Linked DNA regions of Ctenopharyngodon idella: region 2 is linked to region 1. A link is a contact called in public Hi-C data. All regions are on one chromosome and are shown on one strand. Each heading gives the region's core, a stretch centred on a gene start, on an enhancer-like site or on the middle of the called end of the contact. The rest is flanking DNA. Distances are from core to core; before and after follow the strand shown.

Region 1 (5,911 bases), core at 1,850-4,349:
AGAGGAAGAGCACTGCAATCTTGAACTAATCAGCAGCATTGGAGTGAATGTGCATCAGAAATACAGCAAACACACAAGAATAAATGCATAAATAACGTGAGCGAAAAGACATTCTTGATTAAATTATTTAATGAATACAAAGAAGAATCTATTATTTAAAGTTCAGTGCATACAAATATGCCAAAAAACAACATTCATAAACAAAAACATCTGATTAACATTGCAAATAGATTCATCCTTAATATATGATCAACCACTAAACATAAGAAATATCTAAATGACACGTTAAAGGAACTGAGTGCTTATGAACTTAGCTTGTAATTAAAATAGTATATTCTTAACCTGACGTTTTCATTTGCATTCAAATACGTGATTACGGTAGATCATGTTTAGAATAAAAATACATCCATTTTATATGAACAATGTCAATGCAAACACCAGGAACACACAGTGAGTGCAGTGGTCAGGACAGATGTGCAACAGGAAAAACAAAAGACGAGAGAGATGAAGATCAGAAGGTCCGTTGCTGGTTCGTCACACAGAAAGGAATGTCACGTTTCACTCGACATCATCTTCCTCCAGACTCTGAGAACTTACTATCCGCTGTGAAAAGGTTAACACAAGGTCAGCTCTACTCACAGCATGTGTCGCATAAATGTCAATGACAGATATTTGAATGTTCAAGAGGTGAAATAGCTAAGAGTCACTGCACAGACATTTAGCTTTGGATAGTTCTTGGTTTTTCTCTCGCATTCTTTCTTGTCCCAAAAAGCGACAGGCAGCTTGTGGGGGGTTTTTAAAGAATGCACAGGACGGCACACCTGAGTGCAGAGACGTGTCGCGCTCACCTGGCTGATCGACGGTAGTTTGGTGAGCAGCATCTGGAAGACAGGCTGCGGTAACGTCTGCTGTAGCACCTGCAGGAGCTGCTGTGGTTGGCCGCACACAGCGATGGCGTTGGTCAGGTGATCCACACCCTTCTCGTAGTCTCCTGAGGAAAACATTTGGGCATTTAGTACTTCATGGCAGGCAGTGTATTTAGAAACCCAGTACAGATGATACTGAGACGGACGCCTCACCCTGAGCCAGCAGCTCCTCGCCCAGCTGAATCTCATCCAGGAAAAACTTCTGCACGGCTGCGGCATCTTTAAGATCTGGCAGCTGAAAGATAAAGATGGACAATCTCATGCATATGACCAAACTTTCACCTTCATAAAGCGTTTTCAAACTGGGGTCTGCGACTCTGAGTATGGGGGTCCATGGAAAAATGTAGAGTGAGAGAGAAAAAAATAAATAATAAATAAGACCTAACTACAAAATTTGATTAAATACATAAAAAAATAAAAAAAAAAAAGAATTGAATGAAAAAAATATGATAAATTAAAATAATTAAATAAGATTAAAATAAATTAAAAATAAAATAAAAAAATGCAATAATAAATTAATTAATACCTAACTACAAAATTTGATTAAATAAAAGATTAAATGAAAAAAATTAATTGAATAAAAAAAAATTAAATAAATGAAAATTAAAATAAAAATTGATTAAAATAAATTAAAAAATAATCTGAATAAATAAAAATGAATTTAAAAAAAAGGTAATAAAAATAAGATCTAACTAAATTGGATTACAATAAAGACGGTTAAAATAAAAACCTAAAATAAAATAAAAAAAAATGTAAAAAATAATAAATCTAATAAAATAATTGATTAAAATAAATTAAAAAGATCTGAATAAATTAATAAAAAATAAGAACTAAATTGGATTGCAATAAATAAGACAGTTAAAATAGAATCCTACAATAATAAAAATGATTTAAATAATAAATAACATGCATACATAACTATTATAGTAAAGAGGTCCACTGAAAAACTCAGAGAAAAATAATAAATTAAGACCTAACTACAAAATTTGATTAAAAAAAAAAAAAAAAGATTAAGTGGAAAGATTAAATTGAAAAAGTTATTAAAATAAATGAAAAAGATTATTAAAATAAAAATCGAATAAAACTTTTTTTTAATGATTTAAATAATAAAAAAATAAAAAATAAAATCTAAATAAATTGATTACAATAAATAAAGACGGTTTAAATAGAAACCTAAAATAACATGCATACATAACTATTATAGTTATAGAAAAAATAATAATGATATATATATATATATATATATATATATATATATATATATATATATTTTTATAAGACATTATAACATTTACAAGACAAATAATATTTGTCTTATAAATGTTAGGATGTGGTCCCTCACACATGGATGATCAAAATTTGGGGTCCGAGGCATTTAAAAACCGACTGAAAACTCCTGCTCTAGAGGAACGACAGGATTCACCCTCATAAACATCTAAATGGGATCAGATTTTTGACTTACTTGAGCGAGTCCAGATTTATCTTGAGCGGTTCTTTGCTTCTTCCTCCCTAAAAAAAAAGAAGAAAACAGCACATGAAACTACAGATTTTTACATATAACTGTATTAAGTTGTATTCAGTATATAATTATTATACGACTCTTCCTCATCTGTAACTACACTTACAAAAGGCGATATTTACTCTTGGTAACGCCATTCAATGTTTAAACAGATCGGACAGCATGGAATCACTTTATGACTCACAGGTGAAGCGTTCATACGAGTCATTCAAAGGAACCGACTCAATGAAGCATTACTAAGTGCATCGTGGGTCAAAATAAGTCCATTATCTGAACGTGACTGACCTGCTATTTAAGATCAAGACATGGTGCTATAGTCTAAACACCAGCTTACTGCATAAAAAGTAAAACTAACCAGTTTTACGCAAACAGCGTTCTAGTGTTAACTAGTCTCGTCGATCTCGTGACTCACGTTCACGCAGTTTGGTTTTGAAGTTCGGATCGCTGCGTCGTTTTCTGTCGAAATAGATACAGTACCCGATGAAGAGCGCGCCACAGACGCCTGCGGCGATCGCGCTCGGTTTGCCGCCTATCATCGCGGCGCCGTTAACGGACAGCTTCTGCAGCTACTGCTCCTGGTGCACGTGCTCACAGAGAGCGGCGGAAGGACCCCTCTGAGTGACGGAATCACTGTGGAGGTGTTCGCTGCAAACGCCTGAAAGATTAATATGCACTTTGTGGCTTCGTTGAATATTATAAAGAGGATAAATAAACGTTTATTTTATTAATTTACTTCACCTGATTTCAAATTCATAAATGCAAGTATACTAATAAAAAAAGCATAGACAGTGCTTTTTCAGTTTGTTTAATATTTGCATTTGAACGAAAGTGCATGTATAATGTTAATATCCGAATAAAATAAAAAAACATTCACCACAGTGACCACATTTATTTACAAAAATCATATTTATAGAACTTTTTTAACTAATATAGACTGGAATTGTATATAAAAGCATTTTGTCAGTAACCCTTTAAATTTAACTACTAGCATCAGTAACAACATTACTACATTATTTAATGCTTCTTATTAGTGTAATAATTCAGTCTTCATAAGACTCTCGGCTATAGCTTGTTTTGTTTTTTTTAATCGAAGAACCTATGAACTAAAGAGTTGGGTTCGATTGGGTTCAGATCAGGAGCCACTGAATCACTTTCACCCTGTTCTTCTTCAGAAATGTGTTTAGGATCATTGTCTTGTTGGAAAAGTGCACGACGACCAAGGGCACGGAGTGATGGTAGCAGCTTCTCTTTCAGTATAGAGCAGTACATCTGTGAATTCATGATGCCATCAATGAAATGCAGCCCCACATGAGGACACTGTCAACACCATGTTTCACTGTAGGCATTTTTCTTTGTGTTCCTCACCTTTGTGACGACATACAGTTTTGAAGCCATCAGTTCCAAAAACATTTATCTTGGTCTCATCACTCCAGAGTATAGAGTCCCAGTAGTCTTCATCTTTGTCAGCATGGGCCCTGGCAAACTCTAGACGGGCTTTTTTGTGCCTGGGCTTTAGGAGAGGCTTCTTTCGTGGACGGCACCCATGCACGCCATTCCTCTGCAGTGTACGCCGTATTGTGTCACGGGAAATAGTCACCCCAGTTTGTCTTTCTACTTCTTTAGATAACTGCAGTGAACTTGCATGCCGATTTTCTTCAACCCTTCTCCTCAGAAGACGCTCCTGTCGAGGTGTTAACTTCCGTGGACGACCCGGACGTCTCTGTGAGATGCAGCAGTTCCTTTTTTTAAATTTTTGTACCACTTTTGCTACAGTATTCTGACTGATAAGTAAAGCTTTGCTGATCTTCTTGTAGCCTTCACCTTTCTGGTGTAAAGAAATTATTTTCATTTCTCTTCCATGTGGTGCCATTGCTGACAGCATGAAATGGGAAGGGGTTTTAACACCCTTTTATAGTCAACTGTCTGCTGGACACCTGTGTGATGAATAATTAGACTCACCTGTGGTTGAATCCTTGTTAAATTAGACATTTGTAGTCTAAAATTTAGCTTTGCTCCAGAGACTTTCAGTGGGGTGTACTCATTTTTGCATCACCCTAATTTGAGTAAAACTGAAAATGTTGTTCTCTAAGTTATATTATTAACCTTACTTTCTTTCATGTTATAAGTTAAACAGATGTTATATTAAACATTTTGGAAATTGTTTGTGTTCATTGAGATATTGTTTAAAATGTTACTTTTCAAAGGGGGTGTACTCATTTACACTGAGCACTGTATATGTGTGTGTGTGTAGGGTGTAAAAATACGTATATACCCTTTATAAATATATAAATGGATATTCTTCAGAAGATATTTTACATCACAAACAGGCAAAAATACTATGGAAACTTGTTTCCACCACAGAATAAAAAAGATAATTGTGACTCTTTTGCTATAAACTCAGAATTTTGAGGAAAAAAAAGTCAGAATTGCAATATATAAACCAGTAGTTCTGACTTATTCCTCACAAATCCGAGTTTATAACTGTATTCGCAATTACTGTACTTTTTTTTCCTCACAATTGTGAGATGAGCCTCTTTTACCTTTTTTATTTCGTGGCCGAAACACTAAAAAAATGCTGGGTTGTTTCAACCAAATATGGACAAACCCATAAAATGTTTAAACCCAACAGTTGTGTTTGTCCAAAATTGCATTTAGCATCAATCATCTGTGATACACAGTCAAGTGGACATTAGAGGTCACAAACTATGGCATTTATTTCAAAGGCTTTTCTGCTTACATTTGTACAATAAATTACACACTGTCCATCTTCTGATGAGCTTAATAAATATGATAGAACTTTCCGTTAAGCTTTGTCACTTTCTCTCTCTTTCTCGCGTTACAAACAGTCTGAACATTTTTGTAAAGATCCATAAAACTTTACATTTCATGTACAGATTGGAAAATACCACATTATAAAAAAAAAAAAAAGCCAAGTACAAGCACAGTTGAACAGAAACGCACAGACAAGAAGGAAACGGAAAAGTGAGAAACTGAATCGTAACAAACTCCTACCGAAGTGAAAGAACGAAAAAGAAAATGGACATGCTTTTACCTTCCGAACGCACACAGACGCTACAGTTAAAACAGTAAAACTGTACAGAAAACGTACATGGTATTAACAGTGCAAGATATTAAATAGCTCGACTCAAAACACACTTCTCAATATACAAATGTATAACAAAGGCATACAATTACATACAAGTGCTAAACGGTACAGTCCTTCAGGTTATGATACAACAGGGAGTCTATACAAAGGAAAGATGTCTTCAGCATTGTACACACACACACATGACTTCTCGGTATAAACGCACGTCTTCACCGTCGTAACCCTTTGCCTGGTCAGATGAAGGATGCAGGATGAAAGCACAAATGTTTTGAGAAGTAAAGAGAGCGACGCGCCACCTTTAAACCGAGTCAGTGATGATGATCAGACTACAGATGAAGTCAAATGATGATGTTCCTTGGT
Region 2 (6,182 bases), core at 1,517-4,016, 190 kb before region 1:
TGGTTTTATGTTGTTTAATTTAGCTTTAAAAAAAGAAATATTTGTAAAATATTTTTACAAAGAATATTTGTAAAAGGAAATTTGATTATTAAATTAGTTTTAAAATATGTACATCATCTGTAAAATTTCACATGGGTTTGATTCAGATTCAGTTAGATGGTCAGTTTACACCCACCTACTGACTTGGCTCAACTTACCCCTAACCTGGGGTAAATTGAGCCAGAGGAACACTTTTTTATAAGAAGCCATATTTTTAGAGCCCTTAGTCATAGATGTATTCTGATCATTTAAAATGATAGGAAACATCCTGAAATTACTTTAAATGCTTTCATTGTACTTCTGCCTCATTTTCCCTTATCTTGAGGACCACACAAGTAAAAAAAATGGCTCATCTTACCCCACTCTCCCCTATGTTTACACAACAACAGCGTACTTAAAAACGGAAAAGTTTTTCCTTTGCATTTTTCGCGTACAGGCGACAGCGTTGTCAAAACAATCCCCTTTCACACGGATCTGTGAAAACGATTAAAAACGGTGTATTATTCATGCTAGTCCAGTAGTTGGTGATGTCACTTTGTAAAGAAACACTACGCGCCTACATTTTCACAAATTCGTGTTTTATTAGTTTACATGGAGACGATAACGATATAGTTTTCAAAAGTTTGCATTTTCAGGCACCCAAAACGCTGTTGTCGTGTAAATGAACGGCCAAAACACATAAAAAGTTTAACGTTTTTAGTTGAAAACATTGTCGTTAAACAGCCCCCAAATATAACAAAATAATTACGTGATTATGCATGATGTTTAGCCCCTAGAATGCGAATTTTACCAGGGGAAGCCTGCCAAAAAAACGTGGATTTTAACCACCGAAACGCCATTGGGCTAGTTTTGAGTAGCAATTGAATTCGAAGTCATAATCAGTGGTAGAAATGGCCAAGATTCACTCGGGGGGACTCTAGTTGGGGACATATTTTATATTTCCAAAAAATAGATACAGAAAACCCCACTATATTTGATTTGCAAATCGTTTGACGTGTATCTATACATTTTGAACTGGCTCCATCCAGCCCTGAAAATACTAATATTATATTAAATATATAGCCTATATAAAAAGTTTATTGATTCTCATTTTATTATTTTCATGTTCTTAACAAGATAACCGAACATGTCAGTGTGGATGACGGCAGATCTTGAATGTATAAATTAACATTTATGATTGGTGTAGGCTAAATAAAATTTACAGTTCAGTAAGTCTAAGTAGGTTTGATACGAACTTTAATATCAGCAAACGACAGATTGATGCTACCTACTTTAATTTGTTTAAAGAAAATACTGTACATTATCCTTTAGCCTATACTGAGATCTAGGCAAAACCTTTTATTTTGACGGTCCACTTTAGACATTCTACCAACTATAAATAACTTTGTAACTACATGTCAACTAGCAGTCATTAGAGTAATAGTAGACTGCTTAATATCTGCTAACACTTTATTTTGATGCTCCCCGACAGACATTTACTGATTATAACTTTGCAACTACATGTCAACTTATTCTACTAACCCAAACAGCCTAATACTCTGAGAGTTAGTTGACATGCAGTTGCAAAGTTGTTAGTATTGTCTCAAGTGGACAATCGAAATAAAGTGTAACCAAACCAACCTAGTAGCACTGACGAGTTTAATTCCATCATAATACCTGCAACGTTGTCATTTCTTCTGCAGCTGATACGGTGTCATGATTTCTGTGTTCATCCAGCGTACACAGAATACAAATACATTTCTTGTCGGTACGACAGAAAACCTCCAGAAGCTTATCGTGTTTTGGGCAGATCATCTCCTGCAGTCGTCCAGTAGCTTCGATCACCTTGTGTCGTTTACCAGGGTGAAACTCCTCATGATGCTCAAAATGAGTTTGACAGTACGAGTTCAGACACACCAGACAGGACTTGACCGCTTTGTGTTTCTCTCCAGTGCAAACGTCACACTGCACGTCTCCAGGAACAGCCGTTTGGAGTTGTGTCTTCTTCAGCTTCACCATCATTTCAGAAATCAACACGTTCTTACCTAAAGCAGGCCTCGGCGTGAAGATCCGTCTGCACTGTGGACAGCTGCAGATTCCCATCTGATCATCCTGATTCCAGTAACCTGTAATACAGTTCATACAGTAACTGTGTCCACATGGGATGGTCACCGGATCCTTCAGGAGATCCAAACACACGGGACAGACGAACTGATCCTGATACACTGAAATACTGGAATCTGCCATTTCACGCATGTAGTATGAGAACAGTTTAGTTTCTATTTCTCTCTGCTGGAAGCTTTATATCCGCAGGGTGTGACTTATTCCCAGTTTTATGGTGTGATTTGCTGTCAGTGTTTATAGTAACATTATCTAATTATCTCTAACAGTATCATAAGGAAGCTGAGTAAGAAAAAAACAGTATAATAAATAGATATCTGTTTTAACTCCCTGACATTGGTGTCATTTTAATACTTTAACAAGCCAGATATTTGTCCCAAGTCTATATGGTTAATTCAAGAAGGTAATAATATAAAACTATTCTGCTTCAAACAATAATTTTTAGAACTGCACTTACTGAGTACATATTGAACCTTTTACCAGCTAGTGTACAAACACAAGCACTGCTGTTATTTTTATAATCACCAGCAGGCGGCGCTGCTGAACTGCAGATGGTCAATCTGAAACTGTTCAAATAACCTCTTTCCTCCATTATAAAACCTTGTGAACCTCCCAGACAGGACTTTGGATTAGACCTCAATCAATGAGATGCACAGAAACTAATATAACAAAGAATATTTTCATTGAAATACATACAAATATACAGAGCATTATATATATATATATATATATATATATATATATATATATATATATATATATATAAACAAACCCGATTCCAAAAAAGTTGGGACACTGTACAAATTGTGAATAAAAAAGGAATGCAATGAGGTGGAAGTTTCAAATTTCAATATTTTATTCAGAATACAATATAGATGACATATCAAATGTTTAAACTGAGAAAATGTATCATTTTAAGGGAAAAATAAGTTGATTTTAAATTTCATGGCATCAACACATCTCAAAAAAGCTGGGACAAGGCCATGTTTACCACTGTGTGTCATCCCCTCTTCTTTTTATAACAGTCTGCAAACGTCTTGGGACTGAGGAGACAAGTTGCTCAAGTTTAGGAATAGGAATGTTGTCCCATTCTTGTCTAATACAGGCTTCTAGTTGCTTAACTGTCTTAGGTCTTCTTTGTCGCATCTTCCTCTTTATGATGCGCCAAATGTTTTCTATGGGTGAAAGATCTGGACTGCAGGCTGGCCATTTCAGTACCCGGATCCTTCTTCTACGCAGCCATGATGTTGTAATTGATGCAGTATGTGGTCTGGCATTGTCATGTTGGAAAATGCAAGGTCTTCCCTGAAAGAGACGACGTCTGGATGGGAGCATATGTTGTTCTAGAACTTGGATTTACCTTTCAGCATTGATGGTGCCTTTCCAGATGCGTAAGCTGCCCATGCCACACGCACTCATGCAACCCCATACCATCAGAGATGCAGGCTTCTGAACTGAGCGCTGATAACAACTTGGGTTGTCCTTGTCCTCTTTAGTCCGGATGACATGGCGTCCCAGTTTTCCAAAAATAACTTCAAATTTTGATTCGTCTGACCACAGAACAGTTTTCCACTTTGCCACAGTCCATTTTAAATGAGCCTTGGCCCAGAGAAAACGCCTGCGCTTCTGGATCATGTTTAGATATGGCTTCTTTTTTGACCTATACAGTTTAAGCCGGCAACGGCGAATGGCACGGTGGATTGTGTTCACCAACAATGTTTTCTGGAAGTATTCCTGAGCCCATGTTGTGATTTCCATTACAGTAGCATTCCTGTATGTGATGCAGTGCCGTCTAAGGGCCCGAAGATCACGGGCATCCAGTATGGTTTTCCGGCCTTGACCCTTATGCACAGAGATTGTTCCAGATTCTCTGAATCTTTAAATGATATTATGCAATGTAGATGATGATAACTTCAAACTCTTTGCAGTTTTTCTCTGAGAAACTCCTTTCTGATATTGCTCCACTATTTTTCGCCGCAGCATTGGGGGAATTGGTGATCCTCTGCCCATCTTGACTTCTGAGAGACACTGCCACTCTGAGAGGCTCTTTTTATACCCAATCATGTTGCCAATTGACCTAATAAGTTGCAAATTGGTCCTCCAGCTGTTCCTTATATGTACATTTAACTTTTCCGGCCTCTTACTGCTACCTGTCCCCAACTTTTTTGGAATGTGTAGCTCTCATGAAATCCAAAATGAGCCAATATTTGGCATGACATTTCAAAATGTCTCACTTTCAACATTTGATATGTTATCTATATTCTATTGTGAATAAAATATAAGTTTATGAGATTTGTAAATTATTGCATTCCTTTTTTATTCACAAATTGTACAGTGTCCCAACTTTTTTGGAATCGGGTTTGTATATATATATATAGGCTATATGCATTGTGCCAAATGTAATCAAATGGTTCTAGGGGCTGCCATAGACAGACATTTATTAATGTTTAATAATAAGTAACCCAATAGACCAATTTGGAGCAGACGTCACAGTTACGTCACCTTCATGAATTTGATGTAAACAGTAAGTCTACATAATATTCACATAGGCCTGGGACATAGCAATTACAGCATGAAATAATATTTGAAGCTGCTGTCCGTAAGATTTGCCTCTTAGTCGCCATCTCTGTTTGAAACCTGCAATTGCAGTGATATGCAGAATTATGCGTATTTTACCCCCGGAAAACGTTTTTTACCGGGGAACCCGTCTGAAACGAGAGTGGGCTAGTTTTAAGTAGCAATTGTTGTGAAAACCTGGCAACCCTGGTCTATAGATACAATTCAGTAGGTTCATACAATATCTCAATAATTCAATACAATTCATTTTTGTTGTCACGTCAGTAATTTACGCATTTAGCCTATGCGGTAAGATGATATTCTGAACCCAGAATATAACCCAGTGATTTAAACATAAACTGTAAAAAAAGATGGATGACGCACCTTAACTCTCATGCATTGTAGTAAGTGAAGCTGGCAAGCCGCCAGTGTGCCAATATGGCGCTGACATCTTGAGTCTCGAGTCTGCGCATAGTGAACTTGGAGCCCGAGTCTGCGCAGTAGTGAGCGCGAAGTGCAGCCGCGATATCAAGGTCCCGCCCAAACTCGCACAGAATCGGTTAATACTGCAGAACAACATTACATCAGTCTAAAATAAACAGTTCTGGTAATGTATAAATAAAGTTAAAGCTCCAATCTCCTCCCGATGATCCAGAAAAAAGTCCGTTGGCGCTTCAGTGACTACTACGCTGAGAGAAGCTGTCAATCTCAGCTGTCAATCATGACGTCAAAACCCGCGTTTTTATAAATAAAAACAAACATATTTAAGAAACGAACACTTTAACTAACATCAGTGTGATAAAAACTGCCTAAAATGACAGAAACCATCTTTGTTAAATTTTATGACCTATACTACATCCAGCCACCTGGGGGCGATCAAGACGCTTTGGCTTCACTTTTCAGGACTCGTGTGGCACGCTTGGATTTAAATCACAATAATAAAAGTTAGTTTTTGATTGAGTAATTGACATACAATTCTCTATATTTGCTTGTCTGTGAGGTTTTAGCCAACAAACGCGGTGATCTGAGTGTCTGCTTAAGAGAAGCAGTGATCACATCCACATTTATGTATTTCTTTTATCTCAATTTTGATTACATAACCCTCTGAGCCTGTTATGTTCTTCATTTACAAGCTCCTGCACGTACATAAGTCAAATATCTGTCACTGGAGGGAAAATACTGTGGCATGTGGAATTGTAATTTGCATAAAATCATCTCTGAGTCCAGATTTGGTTTATTCTCTTACTGTTGCAAAACAGCATTTTATGAAAATTTGCAAAGTGAAAACCCCAAAGATGATTTTAAAAATGTTTTTTCAACCTTTTGTGATTTACTACAGTACATCACTCTATTTGTGTTCTGAAAAAGGCAGAGATGTCCATTAACATTTGAGCAATGATGCATTCACATTACATTTGCTTGTAATGCATTGTATTATTATTATAGCAACGCAAAAGCACTTAATGCCAAATAGAAAGTAAAAGCTT

Evidence for each region. Hi-C and Micro-C count contacts between places; a contact is called where the count stands out from the background.
Region 2: a Hi-C map of muscle shows a contact between it and region 1, with 7 times the contacts expected there. The contact joins the promoter of LOC127525515 here to the promoter of tomm20a in region 1. A contact is called at or near these places in 2 of 2 Hi-C or Micro-C datasets (both in muscle).

The regions. Positions count from the first base shown.
Region 1 is chr13:26,805,113-26,811,023 of HZGC01, reverse strand. It overlaps tomm20a (translocase of outer mitochondrial membrane 20), which reads right to left and starts at 3,099. Exons shown (of 5, transcript XM_051916135.1): 1 at 2,858-3,099; 2 at 2,389-2,435; 3 at 1,080-1,161; 4 at 849-991; 5 at 112-603. The coding sequence starts at 2,981. The coding sequence ends at 559. It overlaps LOC127525603 (small nucleolar RNA SNORA14), which reads right to left and starts at 809; the gene lies at 675-809.
Region 2 is chr13:26,990,194-26,996,375 of HZGC01, reverse strand. It overlaps LOC127525515 (tripartite motif-containing protein 16-like), which reads right to left and starts at 2,766. Exons shown (of 6, transcript XM_051918109.1): 1 at 1,696-2,766. The coding sequence starts at 2,274.